Regions from separate parts of the Sus scrofa genome. Here region 1 is linked to region 2. Evidence: chromatin contacts called from public Hi-C data. All regions are on one chromosome and are shown on one strand. Each heading gives the region's core, a stretch centred on a gene start, on an enhancer-like site or on the middle of the called end of the contact. The rest is flanking DNA. Distances are from core to core; before and after follow the strand shown.

The links. A called contact is a pair of places that touch in the nucleus more often than the background predicts.
Region 1: a Hi-C map of fetal skeletal muscle shows a contact between it and region 2, with 2.4 times the contacts expected there. The contact joins the promoter of ACBD7 here to the promoter of FAM171A1 in region 2. A contact is called at or near these places in 1 of 5 promoter capture datasets (liver) and 2 of 47 Hi-C or Micro-C datasets (embryonic fibroblasts and fetal skeletal muscle).

Annotation. Positions count from the first base shown.
Region 1 is chr10:46,737,851-46,744,095 of Sscrofa11.1, reverse strand. It overlaps ACBD7 (acyl-CoA-binding domain-containing protein 7), which reads right to left and starts at 3,526. Exons shown (of 4, transcript XM_003357745.4): 1 at 3,460-3,526. The coding sequence starts at 3,471.
Region 2 is chr10:46,445,097-46,451,477 of Sscrofa11.1, reverse strand. It overlaps FAM171A1 (protein FAM171A1), which reads right to left and starts at 1,697. Exons shown (of 8, transcript XM_003130736.6): 1 at 1,459-1,697. The coding sequence starts at 1,555.

The sequences.
Region 1 (6,245 bases), core at 2,277-4,776, 290 kb before region 2:
AAGCAGTTTCTGAAAGTAGGAGAGTATGGAAACACCTGGCAATCTCATGAAATGCTGGATCCTTTCCATGTAAGGGTGCAGCCCCTGATGATTTCACAGGCAATTTCAGGGGTCCCCTCCCACTCCCCTACCTAGGGAAGAGAAGAGAAGCCCATTCCAGAGCAGGACCCAGGACCAGTCTTTCTCTCCTGCATGCCCTTCCCTGGCACCCGACTTGATGTATTCCTGCTCTGCCTAGGAGCTCCACGGCCTTTCTCTGCCTGACCTCGATGAGCTCTCCTGGGAAAAAATGCTGGCCTTGCATCAGGATCCCAGATTAGAACTCCAGCTTTGAGATACACTGCTGTGGGGCTCTGCCCAAGCAACAAAGCTCCTCTGAGATTCAGCTTTGGCCAATAAAGATAACATCGGCCTCAGCGGGGAAGTGTGAGATTAAATAAAATTGAGTGCAAATATTCTTCAAACATTGTAAATCAACCATACATCGATAAAACTTTAGAATTAAAAATTGGAGTTCCCATTGTGGGTGGCTCAGTGGAAACAAATCTTACTAGCACCCATGAGGATGCAGATTCGATCCCTGGCCTTGCTCAGTGGGTTAAGGATCCAGCATTGCTGTGAGTTGTGGTGTACTTTGCAGACATGTCTTGGACCTAGTATGGATGTGGCTGTGATGTAGGCCAGCAACTGTCGCTCTGATTCGACCCCTGGCCTGGGAACCTCCATATGCCTTGGGTATGGCCCTAAAAAGCAAAAAAAAAGTATGATTTCACTTCTATGTGTATCTAAAAAAGATGCAAAGGAACTTATTTGCATAAAAGAGGCAGACTCACAGACTTTGAAAACAAACTTATGGTTACCAAAGGGGACAGGTTGGGGGGTGGGGGGATGGACTGGGGGTTTGGGACTGGCATATGAGAACTGAGGTATATGGAATGAGTGGCCAATGGGGACCTGCTCTAGAGCACAGAGAACTCTACCCATATTCTGTGATCATCTATGCGGGAAAAGAATCTGAAAGAGAATGGATGTGTGTCCATGTATGACTGAATCACTTTGTTGTACCGCAGAAATTATCACAACATTGTAAATCAAATATACTTCAATAAAACTTTATGAAAAAAGCATGTAAAAAAAATTGGGGGCACGCCCACAGCATATGGAAGTTCCCAGCCCAGGGATCAAATTCGAGCTGCAGCTGTGACCTATGCCACAGCTGTGACATTGCCAGACCGTTAACCTGCTGAGCCACAGTAGAAACTCCAAGAATGTAAATAAACTTGATTTCATTCTGTTGATCTGCCCCTCAGAGCTCATCACATACATCATACTATTCAACCTGTTTTGAACAGCTCTGATGGCCAGGCCTTGGCTGAGCAGACAGGGGGAAGACAGGGTGGCCGGCTCTCCCAAAGCTCGGATCTAGTGAGAGATGAGCAGGTCACCATGGTCATGTGATACTGGCTCTGTGGAGGAGCAGTGGGTGCTCTGGGATCACAGAGGAGGGAGTAGCAGCAGCCGTGGAAAAAGCCTTCTCAGAGGAGATGGTGCTGAGCTGAGGTGGGGTCAGCACATGGGAGATGGGCAGGGGCAGGAAAGGGGGTTCCAGGCAGCACTGACACCATTATTAGAGTTCAGCACAAAGGCTGGTGGAAATATATTTCTTTATTCCATAAAAGAGGACAGGCATCAACTTTCATCTTGGTAGCAAGAGCCTTGCCTCACAGAGCCCTGGCAGGTGGTAGAGGCCACCCAAGCCCTTGTTGAATGAATGAATGAATGAGTCAGTGGGTATCAGGAGGGTCTGAAAGTTATCATAGGTGAGAAATAGTTTTTTTTTTTTTTTTTTTTTTTTTGGTGTTTTTGCCTTTTCTAGGGCTGCTCCCACAGCATATGGAGGTTCCCAGGCTAGGGGTCTATCAGAGCTGTAGCCACCGGCCTAGGCCAGAGCCACAGCAACTGGGATCGAGCCGGTCTGCACCTATACCACAGCTCACGGCAATGGCAGATCCTTAACCCACTGAGCAAGGGCAGGGATCAAACCCAACCTCATGGTTCTAGTCGGATTCGTTGACCCCGAGCCTCAACGGGAACTCCGACAAACAGTTTTAAAGGTAGAATTATTTACATTTCACTCCAAGCATTCTGGGCCAAAGGGAAGTCTGATAATGTTCCTGGGCTCTGCAGAGCTGGGCTTGCTGCTTTGGGTGAGAAATTTCAGACTCTGCTGAGTGACTCTCCTGGAGCTGAGTCCCACACAGCCCAGCTGAACGGGTGCGGACTTGATTCCTGCGCGAGTGTGCATGAGGTTCTTCAAAACACACTGCCTTAGGGCCTCTCCTCAAACCCTCTCCTGTTTATATTTTTACCACAAGGCCCGACCCCACTGCCTGGTGCAGAAGTGACCTTGGTGTCACTACGGACACTCACATTGGACGCATCCTGCCATACACCCAATGCAGACATTTACAAAAAGTATTTGAGTATTTAGTGATGACAAAACACTCATAATACAAGATCAAAAGAGCCAAACTATATAAACTATAACTACATAAACTATACAAACACGAAATATACACCCACATTCGCACATACACATTTCTCGAACATTCAAGAGAGGGTTACTAGAGTGGTTATCACCTGAGTGAAGGAATTCTTTTCCCCAAATTTCCACCCTGAACATGTATTTCCTCACAGATCAGAAGAACAGTACTTGTGAGTTTATTTTTATCTTTTTAGGGCGCGACCTGCGGCATATGGAAATTCCAAGACTAGGGGTCCAATCGGAGCTACAGCTGCCAGCCTACACGATAAGCCTCAGCGACTCGAGATCCCAGCGGTATCTCCTAGGACCTACACCATAGCTCATAGCAATGCCAGATCCTTAACCCAGTGAGCAAGGCCAGCGATCGAACTTGCGTCCTCATGGATGCTAGTCAGATTCGTTTCCTCTGAGCCACGACGGGAATCCCCGAAAAACAGTGTTTTTAAATTGTGGCTTCACAGATCCTTGCCTGGGAGAGATACTGGACGAACCAAGGAGCAAGTGGAGCGGGTGAGATCGAAACAGCCCTGACCTCCCTCTCCAGGATGGGAGGGTCGGGCGGAGCAGAGCTGGTGTGCTCCCTCCGAGCAGCCTGGCGCAATCCCTCCCCAGGGCGGTGCCTGCTGTGCGTCTAACCACTCCCCAGGGTTCAGAGTTGCCATGGGAAGTGTGGCTCGTCGTCAACAGCTGGTACCCTCGCCAACTACCCGCAATGGGTGCGCTAGCGAAGGGGTGGGCTTGTCTCGGAGTCACCGCCGACGGGATCGAGGATCCCCGGCTGCGGCTGCCCGGGTGCTGAGACCGAGACGTGCCGCATTGCCCGGGGAGGGAGTGACACTGACCCCACGCCCCTCTCGAGAGTTTCTCTCCGGGGAAGTTGCTCCCACCCTGCAGCCTGCACAACCCCAGCTCACCTGCAGGGACATGACGGCTGCACCGGACCCTCCCGGCACTCCAGACGCAGGATTCCCCAGACCCGATGCCCCGCCTCTTCTTAAAGGGAAGCCCGCCTCCGCCCGCCAGCTCCCATTGGCCGCGCTCCCATGCCCCCCCAGCTTCCATTGGTCTCTGGTACGGGAGGGCGGGGCTAGGCGGTGAGTGGCACCCGCCCTGCCCTTCGGGCCCGAGGTCTTCCTCCAGAAACTCGCAGCGCAGGGAGTGCGGGTGGTGTCAGCAGCCAGCTAGGTTGCAACTGGCAAGGCGAGGGGTTGGGAATTTAAATGAGTTCCTCTCCGTCCTTGGAGATTTTTCTGAAGAGGTTGTTCACAGGACATCCAGAGAGATCTCCCCAGGGCATGGACCTCATTTGGGATTCCTTTTCATATATACCTCTGTCCTCTGCATGTTATTCCTGGAAACCTGGACCGTAGAGAGCGTTTATTCAGACCGCCCTTGTCACTCTACCAGTCTCTAGACACAGCGCATCAAGAATGAAAAGGATGGTAGTTCGCGTCTTTTCTCCTCTTTATAAAACAAGGTCCCTTAATTCTGAACACGTGCTGCAACCACCCGAAATTTTCAATTAGGGTAAAATCACAGGACTACTCGCCTCTTCAATTTGAACCCATTCTCCAAGGGAACAGCCCAATGTCACTCCTCCAAATATGCAGCAAATGGGGTTGTGATTCACATTTGATTAAATTTTCAAAGAACTGGAACAGCATTTTTTGGTCATCTGAGGAGAAATCTTTAAGATTTCTTTAATAGAAGCTGGTGACGAAGAAATTGCAAATTCGGTTTTAAGTTACTGATTTGAAATGTCTGACCATACAACACCGTACAGCAATTCAAGGCCTGGAAACTTCTTAGCTTGTTTTTGCATAAAATTACACTTTAAAAATATTTGCTAGGAGTTCCCGTTGTGGCTCAGCGGTAACAAACCTGACTGGTACCCCTAAGGATACAGGTTCGATCCCTGGCCTCGCTCAGTGGGTTAAGGATCCGGCACTGAAGTGAACTGTGGTGTAGATCGCAGTCTCAGCTGGGATAGTGCATTGCTGTGGCTGTGGCCGAGGCCAGCAGGTGTAGCTGTGATTGAATCCCTAGCCTGGGAACAGCCATATGCCTCAGGTGTGGCCCTAAAAAGCAAAATGAATGAATGAATGAATGAAGGGAGGAAGGAAGGAAAGAAAGAGGAAAAAAATGCTACGTTTTCTTGGAAATCCCCCCCTTAAAAATTTTTTTTTCTCCTAGAAAATATTTTCCTGGTTAAATGAATGTTTCCAAAATAAGGAACAAAAAGCAAATGTTAGAAAAATTTACTGGGCAGGATTTTTTTTTTTTTAATTTCCCAGTGATGGGAAACTCACTCTAAGGCACAAAGGAAATGGTAGGTTCTGAACAGTGAGTGCTCTAACAGGGAAGGTCTTTTTTGTCACTGTGTCAGCAGGGAAATACTGCAATGAGGTCCAGAAGCCCTGAGTATCTGCAGCCGAGACATCCTGGCATGACAGTCTTTATAAGAAATCAAGCGGAGGGAAGAGAGAAGCTGCACTGGGCTGTTTTATTCTCTAAGTCTAAAATGTTCTTTTAAGAACGCTTTCCTTTTTTTTCTTTCTTTTTCTTTTCTTTTCTTTCTTTCTTTTTTTTAAGGACTATACCCGAAGCATATGGAAGTTCCCAAGCTAGGGGTTGAATCAGAGCTGCAGCTGCTGGCCTACACCCCAGCCACAGCAACACCAGATCCCAGTGGCATCTGTGACCTACACCACAGCTCACGGCAACGCGGGATCCTTAACCCACTGAGAGAGGCAGAGATCAAACCTGAATCCTCATGGATCCTAGTCAGGTTCGTTACCACTGAGCCACAACAGGAACTCCCAAGAACTCTTTTCAAAACATGTTCTTCTCTTGAGTTGCCATCTCTCAACTGAATGCCAGAGCCAAGGGGGTCCTGTCTCAAGAGCAAAAAGAAAGAAGAGACAGTGGAATCGTTGATGTCTTCTAGCCAACGATAATAATACACTGGGTAGAGGGAAAACGTGGCTTTGTGGAAACTTTAGGGAGTGAGTCGAATTAAACAATCAAGTTCTTTCTTTTTTTTGCTATGTTATTAAATATTGATTATAAACCGGTATGCACACATACACACGTATATATGGGCAGAGGAAGAGGGAGTGAAGGAGACAGTGATTATTGAGGTAAGAGGAAAAACCAAGAGAGCACGGTTAACGAGCAAGAAAGTATGTTAGGTTAGACGAGGGCTGAGCATTAACGTTGTCAAGATCACAGATGACCTAGTGGGAAGTTTCAATGCAGTCGTGGAAGCCAAGCCTGATGAGAGTGGGTTTAGAAGAAAACACAGGGGACAATGTGGAATAGTTAGAATAGTTTGGGGCTCTCCTTTTGCTTATCCCCCCACCTACATCTCACTGTCTTCATCATGAAAGCCTCCCAACTTTGTTCTTCTTCAAGAAGGGTTGACGTCGGCACTTTGCTCTTCCATATACATTTTAACATCCATAAGTCAAGTTCCCTAGAAGAAAACTCTTGAATTTCTCTTGGCATTGCATTGAAACACAACATCAATTTGGGGGTGAGGGATGGCGGGGAGGTTGATTTTTTTTTTTTCTTAATGGCTGCACCTTCAGCATATGGAAATTCCCAGGCAAGGGATCGAATCTGAGCCACTGCTGTGACAACATCAGATTCTTAACCCACTGTGCCAGGCTGGAGATCAAACCCATGCCTTAACAGTGTC
Region 2 (6,381 bases), core at 448-2,947:
GCATACATGACTAAATTGATATCCATTTCAGAATGGTCCTAGTTCCACCACAGCTATAGAAAAAGCAATGCAGGAAAGAGACGCCAGCAAATGATAAGGCAATAGATGAATATAACCTTTCATTCAACCTGTAGATAACGAACTAAACCCAGCCGACTGTGGGGAGCCCCAACATCAGATGTGGAAATCCATCCAGGGTTCTCTGCTCCCTGGCACTCCTGGGCTCTGAATATTTGTCTTCAGGGAAAAGTGTGAGCAGGAAGAAAACAGAAAACGGGGTAAGGCAGGGTCCTAGCAATAGGACGAAGCGTTCTCTCGAGCACCGAGCATCGTGTCTGCAGGGCAGACCTCACAGAACAGACGCCTTTCCTGGAGGAAAGGACACCCGCAAGGAGTCGGGGTGGGGGTCTCCAGGGCTGCAGGGAAACCCTCCCGGGAGAGCAGAGAGGCCCAGGGAGTCCGGGCACTGGTGTCCTGGGTGGATGCCAAATGTTAATCTGCGGGGGCCTCCCTCACTCACCCTTTTGAAAAGCCAGGCAACAGAGCAGCCCTCCATCTAGAGCCCACAAATGCGTGCAAAGGAAGCTTTGGGGCTTCCCCCGCAATAAATTCTCATTTTAAAAACAAAAGACAGGCTCGTGGCCATTCTCAGAGGCGACCACATTCCTCCCTGGGCTGGAAAGCAGATTTGAAGAGGCCAAAGATTAGACAAAAGGCACGAGCTGGCGACATACAGCCCAGGAAATGATTTTCGTGTGTTTTAAATTGATTAGGGCCTCCCACTTCCAATTCTTTCTCCTCTTTCGGGGATGACTCCTGGGCCGCCAAGCAAATCCCTTAAGGCCTGGAAAAGACTCCGGATAAGGAGGAGGAGGAGACCCCGAAACTTTCCCAAACTGCGGCCGGCTGGAGGCGGGCAGCGGCCGCAGACCTGGGGTCCCGGGGCGCAGGGGGCACCCCAGGGGCGGCGGCCACCTTCTCGGCCGCCGCAACAAAAGGGCCGAGCGCAGCCTCTGCAATCTGGCTTCGACGATCCGAGTCCTGGGAGGTGGCGGCGGGGGGAAGCGGGCGACGGCAACCCGGGGGGCAGCCGCTCTCGCCCGGGCAAAGGAGATGGAGCCGCGTGTCTGCGTCGCGCATAAAGGACCTTCGGCTGCATCCAAACCAGCTACCCGAGGCGGCAAAAGCTGATGCCACCTACACCACCAGCGGCCCACGGCCCCCCGGGAACATCCGCCCGGGGAATCTCGGCGTCCCCAGGCGGCGCCGCCCCCTCGGGAGCGCGGCGCTAGGGCCGCAGGCCCCGCGGCGGCGACTCGGGCTCGGGCTCCGGCCACCACCGCAGCGACACAATGCCGCCCGGCAGCCTCGCCGCCTCCGCCGCAGGCCCGCGGCCGACACAAAGCCTGCCGCCGCCGGCCCTCGCGCCTCCCGGGCCCGCCGCCGTCGCGCACCGACCTTGGGCTCCGGCGCCAGGCTCCCGCAGCGTCTTGGTCACCGCCTTCCACACGTTGCAGCCCAGCAGGCAGAGCAGGAGCGCCGTCGACCTGCTCATCTCCGCACCGCAGGGCCCCGGGCGGCGCGGGCTGGCCGACCACCGGCTCGGAGCGGCGCGTCAGGGGCGGCCGACCGCCGCGCCTCCCTCCATGTCGCCTGGCTCCGCGCGCGCCGGGCCCGCCGCCCGATTGGCCGCGCCCCCGCCCGGCGCGGCGCCGGGCCCCGCAGCCCACGGCCGCTCCCGCCTCCGCGCGCCCCGGTGGGTTTCCCCGAAGAGCCGCCGCCGCCGCCGCCGCCGCCGCCTCCTTAACCCCTTCGTGCCCCCACCCCGCACCCCGCCCCGCCCGCCGCGACGCCCAGGCCCCGGGCCGTGGTGCCACCTGGCGGCCGCGCGCCCCGCCTGCCAGCGCAGCCACCCCCTCGGGGTCGCCCCGCGCGCCCGCCGGCCACCCACTAGCAGTGACTGCCACGTTGGCTACCAGACAGCTCTGCAGCCCCCAGCCCCGACCGCTGTGGAGTGACAACACTAGTCTTTAGCCCGATACACTCGCACCTAGTTAACTCATGGTCCTCAGGTGGCACCGAGGTTACATATGACCTTGCTCGGTTTTTTGCGGGAGAAGCCCATCCTGCCGCTCTTCCCGGCCCAATCCACCCATGACCCCTGGGAGGACTTGGCACCCAGGAGCAGTCCCCCAGTTCATGTAAACTGTAGGCGACCCTTGGTGCTTGAGTGTAGACAGGTGAACTTCTCTGTGTTGAGCTGTCCTTGGATATTTGTCCTTGGATCTAGAAGGTTGGGAAGGAGGAAAGGGAGGAAATTTACGTTTACTGAGGCCCTAAATACTTTTTCTCTTTCATTTTGTCTTCATAATATATGATCTCAGAGATGGGTGTTGCTCTCCCCACTAAGAGGTGAGAAAATCATAGGAAAATTTGTCCTTAGCTCATAACTGGTGGGTGACAGAGGAATAAAACAATCATTCTGGTCCCGGGGGTTGAAGCTCTTCACCCAAACCTCAGGCTTCCTTTGAGCCAAGTACCTCACACCCTCAAACTTCCCTTCCTTAACCCGATCTTGTTTGTGCCTTTCTGGTACCACCCTCAGTCCCATGTTTCTTGCCACCTTCTCGACCAATCAGCACTGCAGGGACCTTGCGACCTCTGCGACAGACTCCAGGCCAGGGGATTTCTGGGGGAATCCAGATATTTCCAGCAGCAGAGGCCGGGTGCTGCCTCCAGAACGCTAGGCCAGAGGAGGGTTATTACTGTAATTTTATTAATTGGACATTAAGTCATGGCAGGCACTGTACCAAAAAGAGAATGAAGGATGGCGCTTGCCCAGTTGGCTTATTATAGACAAATCATTGTGAGATACAATAAAACCAGGAGGAGGAGAAGCCGATGTGGGTGTTAGCCACAGCCTCAGGACCAATGCTGCAATTTGTGCAAATTGTGCACCTGCACAGGGTGTCAGGTAGTCAGGAAGATAGAAAAGAAAACCCACAGTTAGGGACTGCCTGATAACCGCCTCCTTCTGACTTCCAGCATCAAAGCCTTAGGGTAATTCCAGGGTCCACATCAGAGCCAGGAGAGGGAAGCATATGAGATGGCCATCCAGATCAGTCAGACCTCAATCCCAGTTTGGGTTCCTGCCCACTGGAGCAGAGGGTCCGGGCCAGCCAGCTTACTGCGTGGCGGCTTTGGGAGAGGGGCAGTCGCAGAGTTTTCAAGTCACTTTCTTGGGGTAGAGGGGCTTCTCAAGAGAAGTGACATGAGACCCATCCTGGAGTTGAACTTGCTCACTTCCTATCTTTTGAGGATATGCCTTTGTCAGGGATGTTGATTATAAGACAGGACTAGCCTGAGCAAAAAAAATGAATGATAACAACTGAGAACCAGGTTATTGGGAGATGACCTGGGACTCCTACAAAATCCTGAGAACTGAAGTGTTAGGTCTCATGAAGACACTATTATATTTGGAGTTCCTAATCATATGTCACTCTCCCTGGACTGGAGATCCTTCCTTATAACAACTTACTTGGGTAGTGTTATTATTCCTATTTTACAGCTGAACAAACTGAGGCTCTTTGACAAATAATTTGCCCATAACATCTGGGTTTCCTAACAGCAAATTCAAAGTCCCTATACCAGGTTATCTCCAAGAATAAATTTCATGCAAATGATTCAGGTTACCTCTAGCTGTGTCCAAATTGTTTTAAAAGCTGTTTCTAGGGAGTTCCCACTGTGATGCAGTGGGTTAAGAATCCAACTGCAGCAACTAAGGTCGATGCATTCAAGTGGGTCCAATTTATGGCCTGGCTCAGGGGGTTGAAGGATCCGACGTTGGTGCACCTCATAGTTCACAGTTGTGGCTCGGATTCAGTTCCTGGCCTGGGAACTTCCATATGCCATGGGTGCAGCCATAAAAAATAAAATAAATAAAAAAATTTAAAAGCCGGTTCTAATCCCAGTAAGGTCTTATGAATGGTATTGGGCCAATGTCAATTTCCTGGATTTGATAATGTACTATAGTTATATAAGACGTTACATCTGGGGAAAGCTGGGGGAGATTGGGTGCAGGGTATAAGGGATCCCTCTGCACTGTTTTTGAAACTTCTTGTGAGTTTATAATTATTCAAAATAAAATTTTTAAAAAAGCAAAAAAACTTTGTCTATACCCTTTCCCCCTGCCCAAGCTTTATTCTTCACCTCAAACACTGGAATTGCAGATTACTTATCTATTCTAGTATAAAGTTCTAGAACTTTTCAGAATGAAACAAGTCTAAGTAAACACTGATTGATAAGTCTAACCAAGTTTGGGTCACAGTCAGGGCTTACAGATGCTCCAGACAATGGTTGTGTGTGTGTAACAAGTTCTGTGGATGACATAGCACTTTAGGAGCAGTTTCTACACCTTGAGAGCAACACTGAGGCTTGTGTAAATAATTTCAGAACAACCAGCCTGGGCTGATTTTGCAGATACTTTGCACAGTGCACCATCTCAAAGCCAAGAAGAGAGCGCAGGCCCCCATGAGCTTTCCTCCTCTCATGGTTGTTTTCCAGCTACCTCGGTGGGAGGCTCAGAAGGCACAGATTCTGCAAAATCACATAACTAGTATATTGCCTGTCATCTGCCCAGAATTATGTAAGAATTAAATAATCACCCTTCTCAACTGGAATAAAAGAATTCAGTTTACCTTTTCTCATGTTTCCATAACCAGACTCCTACTTAGTAGCTGTGGGGAAAAAAAAATTCTGTTTGAGAGGGAGTGTTCTCTGCAGAACAATGGAAATGAGGAGTGTTCTTTCCTTCTAGAACTTTTCCTGTTGCTCTTATTAAAACCTCACATTGTTTGACTGAAGATGAATTATGACTGCACTTACTTGAAATTGCTTAGAAGTTGCCTGACTGCGCATTTCATTTCAATTTTCGAGTTCTCTGCCAAAAGCACTGATGCCATATACAGAACTTTTCCCGGCTGAGTTTTTCCAGAGACCTTGATGTCAGAGGCTCTGTGTCAAAGTTTCTTAGCCCAAGATTATTCCTGCTGTTGAAATCTTTTCTGCTGCTGGGGCCCGCGTGGTGGAATTTTAATTGTCTGAATTTATTTCAAGAGGCATTGTCCTTCCCTCTCTCCTTTCTCCTCTTGCCCCTCTGCCCCCTCCACCCACCTCCCTCCAAGCAAGAAACTGCCTGTGATCAACAAACTGAGCATGAGGTTCAGTCCAGATCAGGAAGTGTGTCATGGACATTCCAAATCGTGTTTGCTGAAGCTTTTATTAAAGTTAGATAAAATGTAGCCAGAGCTGGAAATTGGAAAGGTCCAGCTTTTTTCTTTTTTCTTTTTTTCTTTTTTTTCCCAGAACCTGTTGGCTATCCATTTGGAAAAGAAAAAGAAAAAAGGTGAAGAGTTGACTTGAAAGGAATCGATGTGTTCTATTAACCCTAATGCTTCCGCTTTCCCTTTTATTCCTGAGTCACACCCGTGTCAATCCATGTGACTTTCTAACGAGATCTTCTTTGGTGCAAATGTGCACTAACCTAAAGGAGTGAACCTCTGGTGGTGTGATGGCAGTCTCCTGGGTGGCTGTTCTTTGCACGCCGCAGAGTCACCAGACAAGTCTGAGATGCATCCATAGGTGGTGGCCATTGGAAAGGATATTCAGAGGCTGGTGGCTACTGGAGAAGCCAGTTGCCTGAAAAATCTTCCAGTTCTACCCTGTACTGGTCTTTGAATTACTGTCATATGGTCAAGGAGGGCTCAAGGAAAGCAGAAAAGTCAGCTTCGGTGGACTAAGAATGTCACCTGCCACATCAGTAAACAAAGGATGTTGCAGCCCTCAGCCACTGCAGCCGCCCCCAGTTGTGTGCCCCAAGGGGATTCAGGATGGAGAAAAACAGGATACAGGCCCTCCGTGGTTATGGTTCATATCGAAGAGATTTCCAAGGGTTCAGATTCTTGCGTTTGCCCATACATAGAAAAGTGCTAAATTTATTGAGAGTGTTCTTTTTTCTTTTTCTTTTTGGCTGTACTCGAAGCATATGAAAGAACCAGGCCAGGGGTTGAAGCCAAGCCATAGCAGTGACCCTGGCCGCTGTGGCAACAATGCCAGATCCTTATTTCACTGTGCCACAAGGGAACTCCTGGTTTTTCTTAATAGTAACCTCTTGAGGTTCCAACTGTCTGGTTTGGGTTTGTTTTGGTTTGGTTTGGTTTTGCTTGTTTGTTTCTTTTTTGCAAAAACTATATATCCTGGCTTCTCTCTTACCTCTTCAGAAGGGTCCCTCAGAGCCATCTGAGGGGCTGTATTCTGGGCTTAAGTCTTCAGTATGTCCATAGAGTAAAATACAAATCTCAACTTTTAGCCCGTGGTTTTTTT